Regions from separate parts of the Mus musculus genome. Here regions 1 and 3 are each linked to region 2. Evidence: chromatin contacts called from public Hi-C and HiChIP or PLAC-seq data. All regions are on one chromosome and are shown on one strand. The core of a region is the stretch at or near the end of the contact, and the rest is flanking DNA. Distances in the headings are between cores, read along the strand shown. Region 1 has its middle 110 kb from the start of Rab38. Region 2 holds the start of Ctsc (cathepsin C). Region 3 overlaps Grm5 (glutamate receptor, metabotropic 5).

The links. A called contact is a pair of places that touch in the nucleus more often than the background predicts. HiChIP or PLAC-seq counts read pairs in DNA pulled down with a chosen protein or histone mark.
Region 1: a contact with region 2 is called in a Hi-C map of DN3 thymocytes, with 2.8 times the contacts expected there. The contact joins the enhancer-like site here to the promoter of Ctsc in region 2. A contact is called at or near these places in 3 of 39 promoter capture datasets (the HPC-7 cell line, HPC-7-derived erythroid cells and hippocampal neurons), 3 of 484 Hi-C or Micro-C datasets (the AML12 cell line, DN3 thymocytes and myocytes) and 2 of 115 datasets of contacts at active chromatin or transcription factors (embryonic stem cells and large pre-B cells).
Region 3: an H3K4me3 HiChIP or PLAC-seq map of the 230-238 cell line shows a contact between it and region 2, with 2.7 times the contacts expected there. The contact joins the enhancer-like site here to the promoter of Ctsc in region 2. A contact is called at or near these places in 2 of 39 promoter capture datasets (cranial neural crest and hippocampal neurons), 1 of 484 Hi-C or Micro-C datasets (large pre-B cells) and 3 of 115 datasets of contacts at active chromatin or transcription factors (the 230-238 cell line and large pre-B cells).

The regions. Positions count from the first base shown.
Region 1 is chr7:88,535,615-88,540,124 of GRCm38.p6, forward strand. No RefSeq gene overlaps it. Among named protein-coding and RNA genes, the nearest start is that of Rab38, 110 kb to the left of the region's middle. Within about 2 kb of position 1,342, at least 8 of the 459 cell types and tissues checked have an H3K27ac peak or open chromatin away from gene starts, as enhancers often do. A contact at or near this core is called in DN3 thymocytes, where this site is marked.
Region 2 is chr7:88,275,398-88,279,962 of GRCm38.p6, forward strand. Ctsc (cathepsin C) reads left to right here and starts at 2,688. Exons shown (of 7, transcript NM_009982.5): 1 at 2,688-2,977. The coding sequence starts at 2,806.
Region 3 is chr7:87,823,105-87,827,782 of GRCm38.p6, forward strand. All of the region lies in intron 4 of Grm5 (glutamate receptor, metabotropic 5), which reads left to right. Among named protein-coding and RNA genes, the nearest start is that of Grm5, 240 kb to the left of the region's middle. Within about 2 kb of position 2,082, at least 16 of the 459 cell types and tissues checked have an H3K27ac peak or open chromatin away from gene starts, as enhancers often do. A contact at or near this core is called in the 230-238 cell line, where this site is marked.

The sequences.
Region 1 (4,510 bases), core at 92-2,591, 260 kb after region 2:
TATAAGTGATATAAAAAGTAGACAAGACAAAGGCTGAACAGATCAGAGTACTGGAATTTATTGAGAAATCAGTCATGATCACACAGAAGAATTAAAATGATCTTAGAACAGTATGCATTCAGAAATATAAATATCTCAAATGCTAGAATCTTGTAGATTGTGTTGATTTCTTTATAACTACTCAGCAAGTCTCAGACTGCTCCATTTTGCATGGGATTTCTCTATTCCAGTAACTTATATGCTTGTTCAATGTTTGTTAATGTGTTCATTAAAGTTTTTTTTTATTTAAATGCTTATGGTATGTATGTTTTAAATACTTCAAACTAAACTACTCCTTTAGCAAGTTATATATGTCTTAATTCTCTATAGAATAATTTCTACTTCAAGTGGCTGTTACATGTTCAGCGATAATTACTGATTGTTGCATATATTCTGAGACATGGCTGAGGCATTCTGAGCATTTTGCAAAGCTTTCATATGAAGCTTCTGCACTGTCCTCTGACTTCATCTCAAATGACACTCTTGAAACTCAGGTCTGCAGACCCAGACAGCTTCTGTCTGCCTTCACTAATTAGTGAGAAAGAGCTGACATATATCTATCTGGGGATTACCAGTCTCCCAAGCACACTTGCTGGCTTCCCTAGTCACTATGCTTGGGGATTATCCTGCAGTCATGTCATTCAGGAGGCAAGTGAGGAAGCCAGAATGCTAACCTATATCATGACTGACTTGAAATGCTCCAGGGATACCTAGAGGCAGATGTGCAAGAAAGAGATAATGAGCCTAAGACAGCCTCAGGGAATTAACTCAGTATCCCAGTAGGTGTCTCCTTCCCCAGATACATAGGGCTGCCCAGAGACACAATTAATTAAAGGGGTATTATGGTGAAGTTGAGCTCTACATAGGAATTATGTTCCCAGATTACTAGAGGGTCAAGGGCTTTCTGCCATGTATGTACAAAGCCAAGAAGATTTATAACTAGTGAGACCCTTTTTGCCTTTTCGTTGAAAATCTATGGCTTGTGATTTGTTAGAAATAACTATTTTATTTATTTTTTAAAAATTAGTTTATGTCGACATTTGAGTGTCAATTGTGATAAAATGCCTTTAAATTTTCAGAACCTAGACTGGCCTTTCAAACTGTATGAAGAGAGTTGTCTGTTATTTACCCTCAAATCGTCACTCCTTCCTTTTAAATATAGGTTATGGACAACTTAGTTTCCAGGGAGCACATCTCCATTTTAATAAGTCGAGAATAAAAGTCCCTGCTGCCTAGTGGTTGTCACAGTTATCAACAGTATCTGAGAATCTAAGCCCTCAGGTGTCAAAGGAGGGTTTCATGTGAGCATCTGGATCCTACCAACCATAAACAAGCTCACAGCTGCAGAGGGAAGGCAGAGAACCCCGAGTGTCTCAGGAGGAGAAACAATTCTCAGAAATTTCATCTTTCTCTTTTCCCTTATCTACATGCAGCATCTATTGTTCTTACAAGGGAACTCAGAGAGTCATTAACTCCCCATTTATCCCACAACTAAACATTTCCTCAGCTTCGCTGTGTAGTATGTGCTGCCAAGCAGTCTTATCACCAACACCGCCAACCGATAAACTCATATGTTAGTCATTTATTTAATAAATCTTTAGTTAATAGCATTTTATGTGTCACATTCTAGACATTGAATTATGAAATGTCTGCTCTTTATACTCAACACTTTCTGAACCCTTTAGATGAAGAACGTTGGAAAATCAACGACTTTAATCTGATACAAATGCATCGTGACAGAGGCATCATTCAATGATGACAATATAAATAAGAAACCAAAGATTAGAGGGCAAGAAGCAAGGTCATTCAGGCAGGAAAACACATGTGCAAGGAAACAGAAATTTATGATTGCTGGGGACATGTTTGCCTCATAACTCTAAATGGGCAAGGCAGAGAGTGGGATAGAAAATTCAGCTCTGGAGAGGTAATTCAGTCAGATGTCATACTAGAGAATATAATTTGTTATTAGTCTAAAAAGCAAAAATAATCAATAATGAACAATAGATTAGAATGCAGGTAAATTTTGCAAAAGAGGGACTAAAAAATTTGTGTGAAGTTTTTAGTAGTTTTTAGGTGGACTATTGTCCTCTAAGGCACAATGACATAAAGGCAAATAGAGGAAGACTCACAAAGGGCTTTGATAAACTCTGCTTGGTTTGTTTATTATTTATTTAATTGGAAGAAAGCTAAGCAAATTGGCACAAAACAAGATTTGAAAAAGCTGGCACTGAGCAAAGATGTACCAAATAACTTAAAATTAATGTATCTTATCTTTGTCACATTCCAGTACACTAAATTTTCCAACTGTGTATCTTGGCAAGTATCCTGGGGTAAGTATTATGCCCTCACCAATTCAGTATGCTTGAAATCTTAATCTCTACTACTTTGGGAAGTTGCCATACTGTGGATAGGATTTTTAAAGTGGTAATTGAGGTAAAATAAGATTAGAATTTGTTCTAACATAATGTGATGGGTATCTAGATATAAAATATTGTTGGTTTGTATAGACTCAACACACAAAGTCTGTTTCTCAAATGGTGCTTCTATTTTGGAAGGTTCTGGAAACCTTGAGGGGTAGATATAGTTGGAGGAAATGGTCACTTAGGGTACATTTCAAGACAACATGTCCTTAAGACAACATGTCTTTTACCTTAGCTCCCTTCTATTCCCTTCCTTTCCTCCTTTCCTCTTCCCCTTCTTTCTCTCATCTTTTCTCCTGTCTTTTCCTCCTCTCCCTCCCTCTATTTCTTTTCTTTCTTTTTCTTTCTTTCTTTCTCTCCCTCCCCCTCTCCCTCCCTCCCTCTCTTGCTCCCTTCCTTTCTCTCTTCCTTCCTCCCTTCCTTCCTCTCTGCATTCTGGCCACAACAAAGTGACCAACATTATTATGTTGCTTTCAATAGATCAGTGAAAGTGTGCCTACCAATAAACTTTGAATCCCTCAGCCAAAACAAATCTTTTCTCCTATAATGCTGTTCTCTTAGGTAGTTTTATCATAGCAAATAAAGTCTGAATAAACCCTAAACATACCCAGAGGAAAGAAAATGTGGAGATGCAGGGAGAGGTCTTAAAGAAGAGGGGCTGTAGAATCTGCTGATACTTTGCTCTGAATTCCAGCATGCAAAGCTGTGAGCAACTTTCTGTTGTTTCAGACTCATAGTAGCAGAATCAGTGATGCATTGATTAAAAAAAATATAGTAAAGATTTTGGAATATCTCTTTTGGGCAATATCTCTTTATACAGCAATTATCTAAGAATCTTTGAGGTTTAGTCAGTCCACAATAACCAGGATGCTCTGGACCACAAAACAACATAAGAATCAGATCTGATAACGAGTGCCTGTGTTTTTGCTGCTGCTTTTGTTTTCATACATTACAATGACATTGAGGACCAATCCTGCACTATTAGACCATTCTTATCAATTGTAGTATAAACAATTCCTGGTCTGAGTTCTACTTGTACTAGCATTCTCTTCATTTGCAGATGCTTGTGGTGGGAGTTACAAAGTCATAGCTCTTTAGTTTACACTTTTTTATTACTTATTCTTTTTTAATTTTATACCTATGAAATTCTATGACCAAAGTCTTCCCTTGTAATTATCTTTTCCTATTGCCTACCCTCCTACCAAATCCCTTCTTTCCAAATCCCCTTCCTATTTTTATGTTGTGTGTGTGTGTGTGTGTGTATGTGTGTATACATGTATCCCACTACATTAATTAAGGTTCCTCATAAGCACTGGTGGGAGGTTATGAGCTTGAGTGAGGCCAGTATATCAGTCACTTTTAACAGCCATTGTACATAACTTTTTTCAAGGCTTATGGTTTCTACCCTTTCTCATTTTCATACAGGCTTTGTTCTTGAGCACAGCCTGTAAATAAGACACCTGTTATCCTTCAGATTCCTTTACTTCAAGTAGTTTGTAATCAGCAAGGTTTTGTAGGACCTACCAACTCATGAGTACAACTTAGGAAAGAAGGTACTAGGAATCTAACCCTCTGATTCTCCTCTTATGCTTATATAGGGCACTATGTGCCTGTTTGATTTATATTTGTCCATGGAATTTTTAAAGTAAGCCTCTGGAGAATAAATAATCTGATTTATGGTGCATCGCTTCTCTATCTTAACAATGAAACTACTTCTGAAAATGGCAAGTCTTGCATAAATTCCATTCGGCCTAGCCATGTGAAAAGGAGGAGTGATGAAATTTTCATGTGAGTCCCTAAATTGCTTCCAACATTATATTAAAAAATACTGTCCATTTTCTCCTGGTAGTCCCTAAAGGACACAATCTAAAATTTTCCTCAACTTTGTTCCAAATAAAGAGAAAAGGAATACATAGAGAAGTTTTTTTTTCCTACCTCAGTTAAAATATTTTTATTTATTATGTGATTTTTGTTAATCTCACCAGGCAAAAATAAGACCATTACCACAATTTTGGAGCCAAATTTGAAGCAAGCTTTATTAAGTACTGGCC
Region 2 (4,565 bases), core at 1,438-3,937:
CCATACTTGCCTGGATGCTGCCATGGTCCCACCTTGGTGATAATGGACTAAACCTCTGAACCTGTAAGCCATCCCCAATTAAATGTTGTTCTTATAAAAGTTGCCTTGGTCATGGTGTCTGTTCATAGCAGTAAAACCCTAACTAAGGTATATAGTGACAGTCTTAGTAGATACCTCACTGGGTAAAAGTCCTTGCCACCAAGCCTAAATATGTAAGTTTGAACCTGGGACTCATTCGGTAGAAGGCTGGAATTTACTCCATACTATGTGTATCTCCTACATATACAAAATCAATATATAAGTGCAATGAAAAAAAAGCTTAAGAGAGAAGAAAAATGGTTCTAAAACCATAAATATACACAGTGGCAAATGTGTGTGATACCTGAAGTTATCTGTTATTGACTCACTTAGTCACTGTAAAACCAGCTGAGATATAATTACATACACCTTATAAATTAAAGAAAAAGGGGGAAGGAGGAGAAAGAAGAGGAAGAAGAAGAGGAGAAATAAAAGAAGAAGAAGAAGGAGGGGGAGGAGGAGAAGGAGAAGAAGGAGAAGAAGGAGGAGGAAGAGAAGAAGAAGAAGGAGGAGGAGAAGAAGGAGAAGGAGAAGGAGAAGGAGAAGGAGAAGGAGAAGGAGAAGAAGAAGAAGAAGAAGAAGAAGAAGAAGAAGAAGAAGAAGAAGAAGAAGAAGAAGAAGAAGAAGAAGAAGAAGAAAGGCAAAAGACAGTAACAGATCTACAGATTGTGCCACAGCCAGACTTCAAGTCTGAGAAAGTTCCTGAAGATGCTCCCTAAACTTCAAATTGATTTTGTATCATCTAAAAGACTGTTAAAAAATACACTGCTGAAAAGAAATGCTGGAATTTACTTCAACATTCTCTGGTTTGGCAGAGGTATAAGGTAAAACTCAGAAACTTGCATAACTTAGTTTATAAACTGGCACTGGAATTACACTTCCTGAGCCACACTATACAGTACCATCTCGGAGGCCCAAGGACAAGTGTGTATTGCTTAGAAACTCATATTATCTTATATCACTCAACATATACTAAACTTTGGGGCGTGCAACTTGCACATGTTTCTTGCTGATTCTCCCTAACTGGCAATGACATTTGACAAGTGATTCAACTCTCTAAATCTCCATTTCCTAATATCAGGATGCATTCATTAATCCAAAGTGACCCACAATCTTTGCCATTGACTTTAGAAAGGCTGCTTTAATTTCTTTTTAACAAGTAAGTGTTCTACTTTGATTATGTCCATCAAAGGAATTCCCAGATCCCACGTTTAGCTCTAAGATATGGATCATTTAGTAAAATGTTTCAACAACGACAAACTGTAGAAATTTAGGAAAGTGATGCTATCTGTAATGGGGCCTTTAAAAGAAAATGCTAGCTTAATTATACAATGTCAATTCTTAATCCTATAAAGGCTTTTGAGATCTAGAAGGTGTCAGCTCCTCCCCATTTAGCTCTTGTAGCCTAGTTTCATATGAAAGAACACTCTAGCCCCTTAGTTATCAAGAAGGACCCCTATCAAAGTGTGCCTTCAGGCTTAGAAGCCTGAGTGTTTTTAAAGCAGAATTCAGAGACAGAAGTGGTTTGTTCTTCAACCACATTGCTTCCTCGGACTGCATGTACTCAGTGGAAAAAAAAAAAAAAAAGTCTGCACATAAATATCTGTGATCTGTGGGATGGGGTTTAAAAAGAAACAAAGTGCACAAGCCTACTAGGTCAAAGAGGCTCATCAAGTCTGCCTGGTTCATCTCTGTATTCTCAGATTAGCTCAGAATGATCATGATCCCAGCCAACAACAGCCAGGCAACTCAAAACAGCTCTCACAAGAGCAGGATGCTTCGCTAAAGATTACTACTTAACAATTGCAGGCAAGAAGACTGACAGAGGAGGCAAGGTTCAACTATGCTCCCTTCAGCTCGCCCTTGGGAAAGCCTGACACAGGAGCTCAGAAGACCACTTCATCCTGAGCAAGCTACTTCCTCTTTCTCTAATTCTTGCTTTCATTCTGAAAACAGAAGGGCTTGAGCAATGTGATCACAATGTGATCACCCCAGTCACCCGCAACCCCCACCCCATTCAACTTAATCCTAATAAAGTTCCAGGGAGGGAAAACAAAACAGATTCACCCAACCTGTAAAGGTTCACTACAATTGAAATCTTCGGGTAAACAGGCAGACCGGAAACCAAAGAAAACCCTGAAGATAAAAAGCTAGATTTGGTAAATGGAACAGAAATTCTCAAGACTATCTTAGGTTAGCTAGTAAAGTTTTTCCACGGAGTCAGAAATGCAGGAAAGTGCACCAAAAACAAGAGAAAGAGAATTAGCCTCAGTAGACTTTAAGACTCTTGTCAACCCTGTATTGCACAGGGTAGATTCTATTTTAATCACACTGGCATTACAAAACACCGCTACAGAGTTCTCAGCTTTGGCGTTCCTTGAAAGGCAGAGGTCCCCAAAGGCCACTTTCCTTCTTCCTCCTAGTGGTGCCTGTCCCCACCCTACACTGTCACTAACTAACTTCCTCAGGCCACCTCGTGCTGCCTCACCTAGTCACACCCTGTCCCTCCCTACATCTCAGTCACTCCACGCCCCCGTCCTCACAGCCTCGCCGCTCCTCCCCCACCTCATTCTGTTCTCACCACCCTGTAACCCCGCCCCGCGGACCCTGGGTTTCCGGGCTCTTGGGTATTTTAAGGCGGGAGCCACTAGGGTCGCCTGACTGCCATCGAGTGGTGTTCCAGTTGAACTTGCTTTCTCTGCCATCTGCTCCGCGGGCGCCGTCAGCATGGGTCCCTGGACCCACTCCTTGCGCGCCGTCCTGCTGCTGGTGCTTTTGGGAGTCTGCACCGTGCGCTCCGACACTCCTGCCAACTGCACCTACCCTGATCTGCTGGGCACCTGGGTGTTCCAGGTGGGCCCTAGAAGTTCCCGAAGCGACATTAACTGCTCGGTGATGGGTAAGCGGCTTCCCAGGGTCCCGAGTTGTCCTTTTCTGTCCCTGAGTCCTTGCCTTGGGGCCGGCGTTTCTGGGTGACTGGAGAGTTAAGAGCTGACGAACGGCCCCTTGGGGGATCAGAGCCAGGGCCGCTAAGTTGAATTTGAGCTGCTGAGAACTTCTAACTTTACACTTATTTTCCTGATTATCTCACAACTCATGTTCAAGGAAACGCGCCCCTGGTTTTTTACTTGTTTTATTTGCTTTGATTTCTTAGAAGCGAGTGGAGAACTGCTTTCTTGACCCTTCACTCAGGTCTGACAGGTTCTTGTTTTTAAAATTCAGAGTCTTGACTGCTGAGCTCAGACTCTAGGAGTTAGCCTTTTTTTTTTTTTCTTTTTTTTTTTTTTTCTTTTTTTTTTCTTTTTCTTTCTAATGGGGGCGCTCCTTCTTTCCCTGTGAGGTAGTGGGAAGAGACCACTTCAAACTGGGCCTGTTTTATCTGCTACTTTCCTTGACATTTCTGGACGCCTTGTTTAAGGAATTTCGAGAGATATACAAAAGCTTTTTCCTGTCTCTTTTGTCACATTTTACAGTAGTGTTTGGATATGACGGAAGCAAACGCAATGCCTAACACTTGGCTCTCAGTGAGTATGTAGTAAATGAAGACTGGGGCATTCCACGTGCCTCGGATATAGGAAAACAGTAGTACAGATAAGAAGAGTGACACTTATGGTCTCCCCAGTCAGAGTTGCACAGAGAAACTCAACTCTGAACTGTAGTTTTCTTGTGAGTAGAATAAATGCTGTCATATATCCCACCTCCCCTGCCTCCAACAAGGAGTCATTTACTAAATTCCAGGTGACTGGGTTTAGCTTAATCCTGGGTGGTGTCTACAATTGTTTCTTTTCTAAATTTGAGCATGGAGATGAGGCAGAAGGGAGAGAAAAGGTTTGCATCGCCTTATCATATGAAGTCTCTGATAAGTTATTCCTTCACGGTAAAATGAGCTAATTCAAGCCAGATCAGGGACCTATCTACCTATCTGTCTGTCTATCTATCTATCTATCTATCTATCTATCTATATCTCAGGTTTATTTGGAAACTGCTTTTGGCAGGGGAGGCAAGATCACAGATCAGGGAAACAGCCTTGGGAAGGGAGACAGAGGAGAAGGGGAAGAGATTGAAAGTTCCCATGGAGAGAAGGTCTGAAGATAGAAAGGACAAGAGGCCGGGCAGTGGTGGCACACACCTTTAATCCCAGCACTTGGGAGGCAGAGGCAGGCGGATTTCTGAGTTCAAAGCCAGCCTCGTCTACAGAGTGAGTTCCAGGACAGCCAGGGCTACTCAGAGAACCCTGTCTCGAAAAACCAAAAAAAAAGGAAGGACAAGAGACCAAAATGACTGGATTATATAGGGAAGAGCCTCTGGTGGAAGGGCAGCCCAACCCTTAGGCTGGAAAGTTCAAGGTTTGGTACACCAGGTAGGGACATAGGGATACTGGAAGAACCTGAAGGTCAGGCCTGCCTTGATGTGTAAAATATGCACTTAAGCCCCTGGGGTGGGGGTGGGGGGGGCTTGCTGAAATCCAACAGTCTCCATCTAGCTTG
Region 3 (4,678 bases), core at 832-3,331, 450 kb before region 2:
ATTCATTAAAAAGTATAACTACTCTAAATATATATGCACTTGACATTATGATTATGACATTGAGGTATGTTAGTGAAATGTATTGAATTTCGATATATATATATACATATATATATATACATATATCATATGATATACATATATATCATATGATATGATTTGAGAGAAAATAGAAAAATGAGTGACCACAATGTTCCACATACTCCCAAGGACTCACACTATTACTGTGGCTGTGGAGAACTCACAAAAAGGGACCTAGTAAGATTGCATATTCTGGAAGACCCAACAAGCAGCTGAAAGAGGTAGAAGCAGATAGTTGCACCCAACCAATGGACAAAAGTACCTGATCTCTGTTGTTGAATTTAGGGAAAGACTGAAAAAAAGCTGAGGAGGAGGGCGAGCCTGTAGGAGTAACAGCAGTCTCAATTAATCTGGACCCCTGAGTTCTCTCAAACACTGGACCACCAACCAGGCAGCATACACCAGCTGATATGAGGCCACCAACACACGTACAGCAGAGGACTTCTGGGTCTGTGTTCATTCAGAGATGATGCACCTAACCCTCAAGAGACTGGAGGCCCCAGGGAGTTTAGAGGTCAGGTTGTGTGGGGTGTGGGGACATCCATGGGATGGAGGTATGGGATGTGGATAATTAATTAATTAATACTTAATAACTAAATAATTAATTAAAATAGAAAATAAAATAAACAAACCAAAAAAAAAAAAAACACTTTAAGTGTTAGAAGGATAAAAACCATACTGAAATCTACTGATTTTCTACTATTAATAATATGCTTGTCTAGAAATCTGAAGGGCCATTTCTCTCACTAAATATCTGAGAGAAGTCCTATAACACTGAAGACAGAACAAAAAGCCAATCAACATTAACAGTAATTGAGAACATGTAGACTCTTCAGAAATAAGAAAACATCAAAACATGAATAAAGTACTAATGGTAATTTCTTTCTTTAAAAATATAAATGATATTACATAATTTAAAAAAAAACAAAAATCCATAAAGTAATTTATTAAGTAAAATGTATTGAAATTATATTTTCTTTAACAAGGACAACATCCAACATTTCTAAAATAAATTCTCCGGAAGCATAGATTGGTTCTTTTTTCTTTTATTCTCAACATCTAAGACTTTGTATGTTCACAAAATATATTATATGAAGTTGCTTAAGCAACTTAAGTTTTCTACAAGTCTGAGAGAGAGGGCATTTTTTATCACTTTAAAAAAATATGAAAAAAAATGAAATAATAGCCACTAAAATAATTTCCATGTATGAGTCATTTAAAGGCAAATGCATCTCTGTGAGAAAACCTTCATGAATTGTTTTATAATAATATGTATGTAGCAGTTAGGAATTGGTTGTTCATTAACCAGTTTCTCACCACATCTTTGTCTCCATGGATGAAAAATAAATTCATCGTGCAGAAAAATCAGAGGTAGGGTATTTAAGCAGATGCTGTAATGTTCATATGCAGATTGCACTTGTCTCCTGCTGCCTCAGTGTCTTATTTGAATATTTCTGTTCTTAAATTTCCCCATGTCATTTTAATAAATGTAGACCCTCCACTCATTATGTCTCCTAAAGGAAGGGGGACTTTCATGTTTAGCCCACTGTGCTTTTTTTAAATTTTATTTATTTATTTTAAATTCCAAATTTTATTCGCCTCCAGGTCCACCTTCCAACTGGTACACATCCCATACCACATCCCTGAACCCCTGTCTCCAGGAGGATGTCCCAAACCCCCACCCCACCAAACTTCTAAACTCCCTGGGGCCTCCAGGCTTTTGAGGGTGAGGTGCATCCTCTCTTGACTAAACCCAGACCCAGCACAGTCCTGTGCTGCATATGTGTTTGGGGCCTCATATCAACTGGTGCATGCTGCCTGGTTGGTGGTCCAGTGTCTGAGAGATCTCGAGGGGTCCAGGCTAATTGAGACTGCTGGTTCTTCTACCAGGTAACCCTCCTCCTCAGCTTCTTCCAACTTTCCCCTAATTCAACCACAGCTGTCAGCAGCTTCTATCCATGGTTGGGTGCCTCTTAAAATGTGTGAATCACTAACTGGTCTTTCAGTTCCTGTTTTCATTGGGAACACTTACTCCTTCACTGTCATCTCTGGTACATAGGTGGTACTACTTCATGGTTGGATTCTTTGCTCTTGAGACTACTCTGTTTACAGGAGTTCAAAAATTGAAGCCATTTGTTGTTAAGCTAAATTTTAGCCTGAAAGTAACAGGGTCCCAGCAGATAAAAAACGGGATCAGTAGCAAAACCAGAGCACTGAAGTTCATTTGGGGATATAAAAAGAGGCAGATAATCACTTGAGCTATCATTACAGTAACTTGGAAAAAAGTAATCAAAAAATTTTCTGGTTACTACTGAAAGATGAACAGAGTAACTCAGGATGCCATTTCCACACTATGGAGAACAAGGGTTTGAAAGCTTAGGGATCCTTGTTTGAGTTTGTTCCAGGGCACAGCCATAGCCCTTAGGCAATGGAGTTTACCACCAAGCTGCTCTCTTCTTCAGTACTCTCTTTCCTTTTGATTACTTAGAAAATATCCCAAAATTCAGAAAGCACAAAAGAATTACACATATCCTTCTTAATACAGAACATGCCAGTAAGTTAAAGAGGCCTAAATCAATGTTCTCCCTCCCTTCATTCCCTCCCTTCCTCCTTGCCTTCCTTGACTGTCTCGCTGAGTCTATGTCTCTCTCTCTCTGTCTCTCTATCTCTCTCTGTCTCTGTCTCTCTCTGTCTCTCTCTGTCTCTTCTCTGTCTCTCCCTCTGTCTCTCTCTCTCTGTGTCTCTCTCTGTCTGTCTCTCTCTCTCTTGCTCTCAAATGACTTGCTTTCAGAAATGTAGAACATCTCTTTCCTAGTGCATTCTTAAGATAGATGCTTAATTGTCCTGGTATTTATGGTCATTTTAACACTGATGTGATAGACCTTTTGGGACCATGACCATAGCTGAGGTCATCAGATCATTACCTCTGCTGAGAAACTCCCTTTATACACTAATGGCTATCTGCAGGAAGTCACAACTACTTTTGTTTATTTCTTAGCTGTTTCCTGTGTATATGATGAAGAGAATTTTGCCTCCTTTGTATGAAGTTGTATTGTTTAGTAAGACAAGAAAAGCACTGCTGACAGGACAGCACCAGCCTCCCATTTCTCATTGTTGGCTCTATTTTCCAGTTGAGTATATATTTAGAGATCTATGATTATAAAAGATCTATGGAGAAATACTTCATACCAATTGAGAGAGGAAAGGGAGATGGTAAAAGCACAGAAAAGTGAGAATAGCAGTGGGTATTGATAAAACATTGACTAAATATGGTGCATGTTTCCTTATTTTCTCAACAAATCATCAAATTAAAATCTATTTTCTGCATTTCAATAGTAAACTAGGCAATTTGCACAAGACAAGGCTACTTGGCTAAGATCTTGGGTTAAATCTTAGAAGCAGGAATAAATACATTTTTCATGCTGTAGCTTTTTCTCTAATCTTTCTGTGCAAAGAAATCAACTGACCAAAGTGATCTTTGTAAAACACACAGGGTTGGAGAGGTAACGATCAAAATAGCAAGGAAATAAATCTTTCTGACTGTTCACACATACATTTCAATCTTGTTGTAAGGGTACTAAAAAGGAATTAAACATTCTATGAAAATCCTTGTGAACTTATATAGAATGACTTAAGCAAACAATCTTTACATCACTTTTATTTTCAGTAAACTTTATTCATCTTGACATCATTTTAATTAATATGTGTGTGAGCTTGAGTGCCATGGCGTCTATGTAGAAGTCAGAGGACAATGTGTGGAGTTGGTTCCCTTCTTCACTGAGCATTCTGGGGAATTAACAAGCACTTTCACTTACTGGGCCATCTTGCCACTCTGCATAAGACTGAATGGCAAAGTATGAAAAGCCAAAATCAAAATGAATTGTCTCATTTCTAAGACATGACTGATAAGATAATAAAATGAATAATAAGATATGATCTTAGCATTCTATCTTGCAAGAAGTATGAATTTGTCATTTAGGGTAATAAAAATAGATTTAAATAAATTTGTAACTAAATGAGAATTTATGTATTTTCTACTTATGTATTCCTTATACTTAAGTAAAAGTTTAAAATACATATCCTGTGCATTTACTGAACAATGTAAGCACACTTATAAATATATACAATTATTTGTAGTTGAACAAGTATTTTCAAATTCTGATGTATTAGTTTTACTCAATTCAAGAAAACTATGACTCACAGTTCTGTGATGTTTCTCCAAGGTCACACACTCAGAAATGGCATTAGGCATCAAAGCTAGTTGTTTTGATTTCAAGATCTCTGCTCTTTCCACTCCACTAAGACTGCCTCTTTAACCGTAGGAACATAAATACCAGTGTTGAATATACACAATTGAAGATATTACTTATTGTCCTTCAGCAAGAGATGACGTTTCAGCTCTTATGACTAATAGAATATAAATAATAGAATAAAATAGAATAAAAATAAAATAATAGAATAAGAAATTAAAGAACAAAATTTTTCTGACTGAAAAGTTAAACATAAGCTAGAAAGCTAAAATTGGTTGGATCTTTATCCCCTGGCCAGAAGGTCAGGTAATGCAAGCTTGGTATACTGCTGAAGGGTTATGAGACAG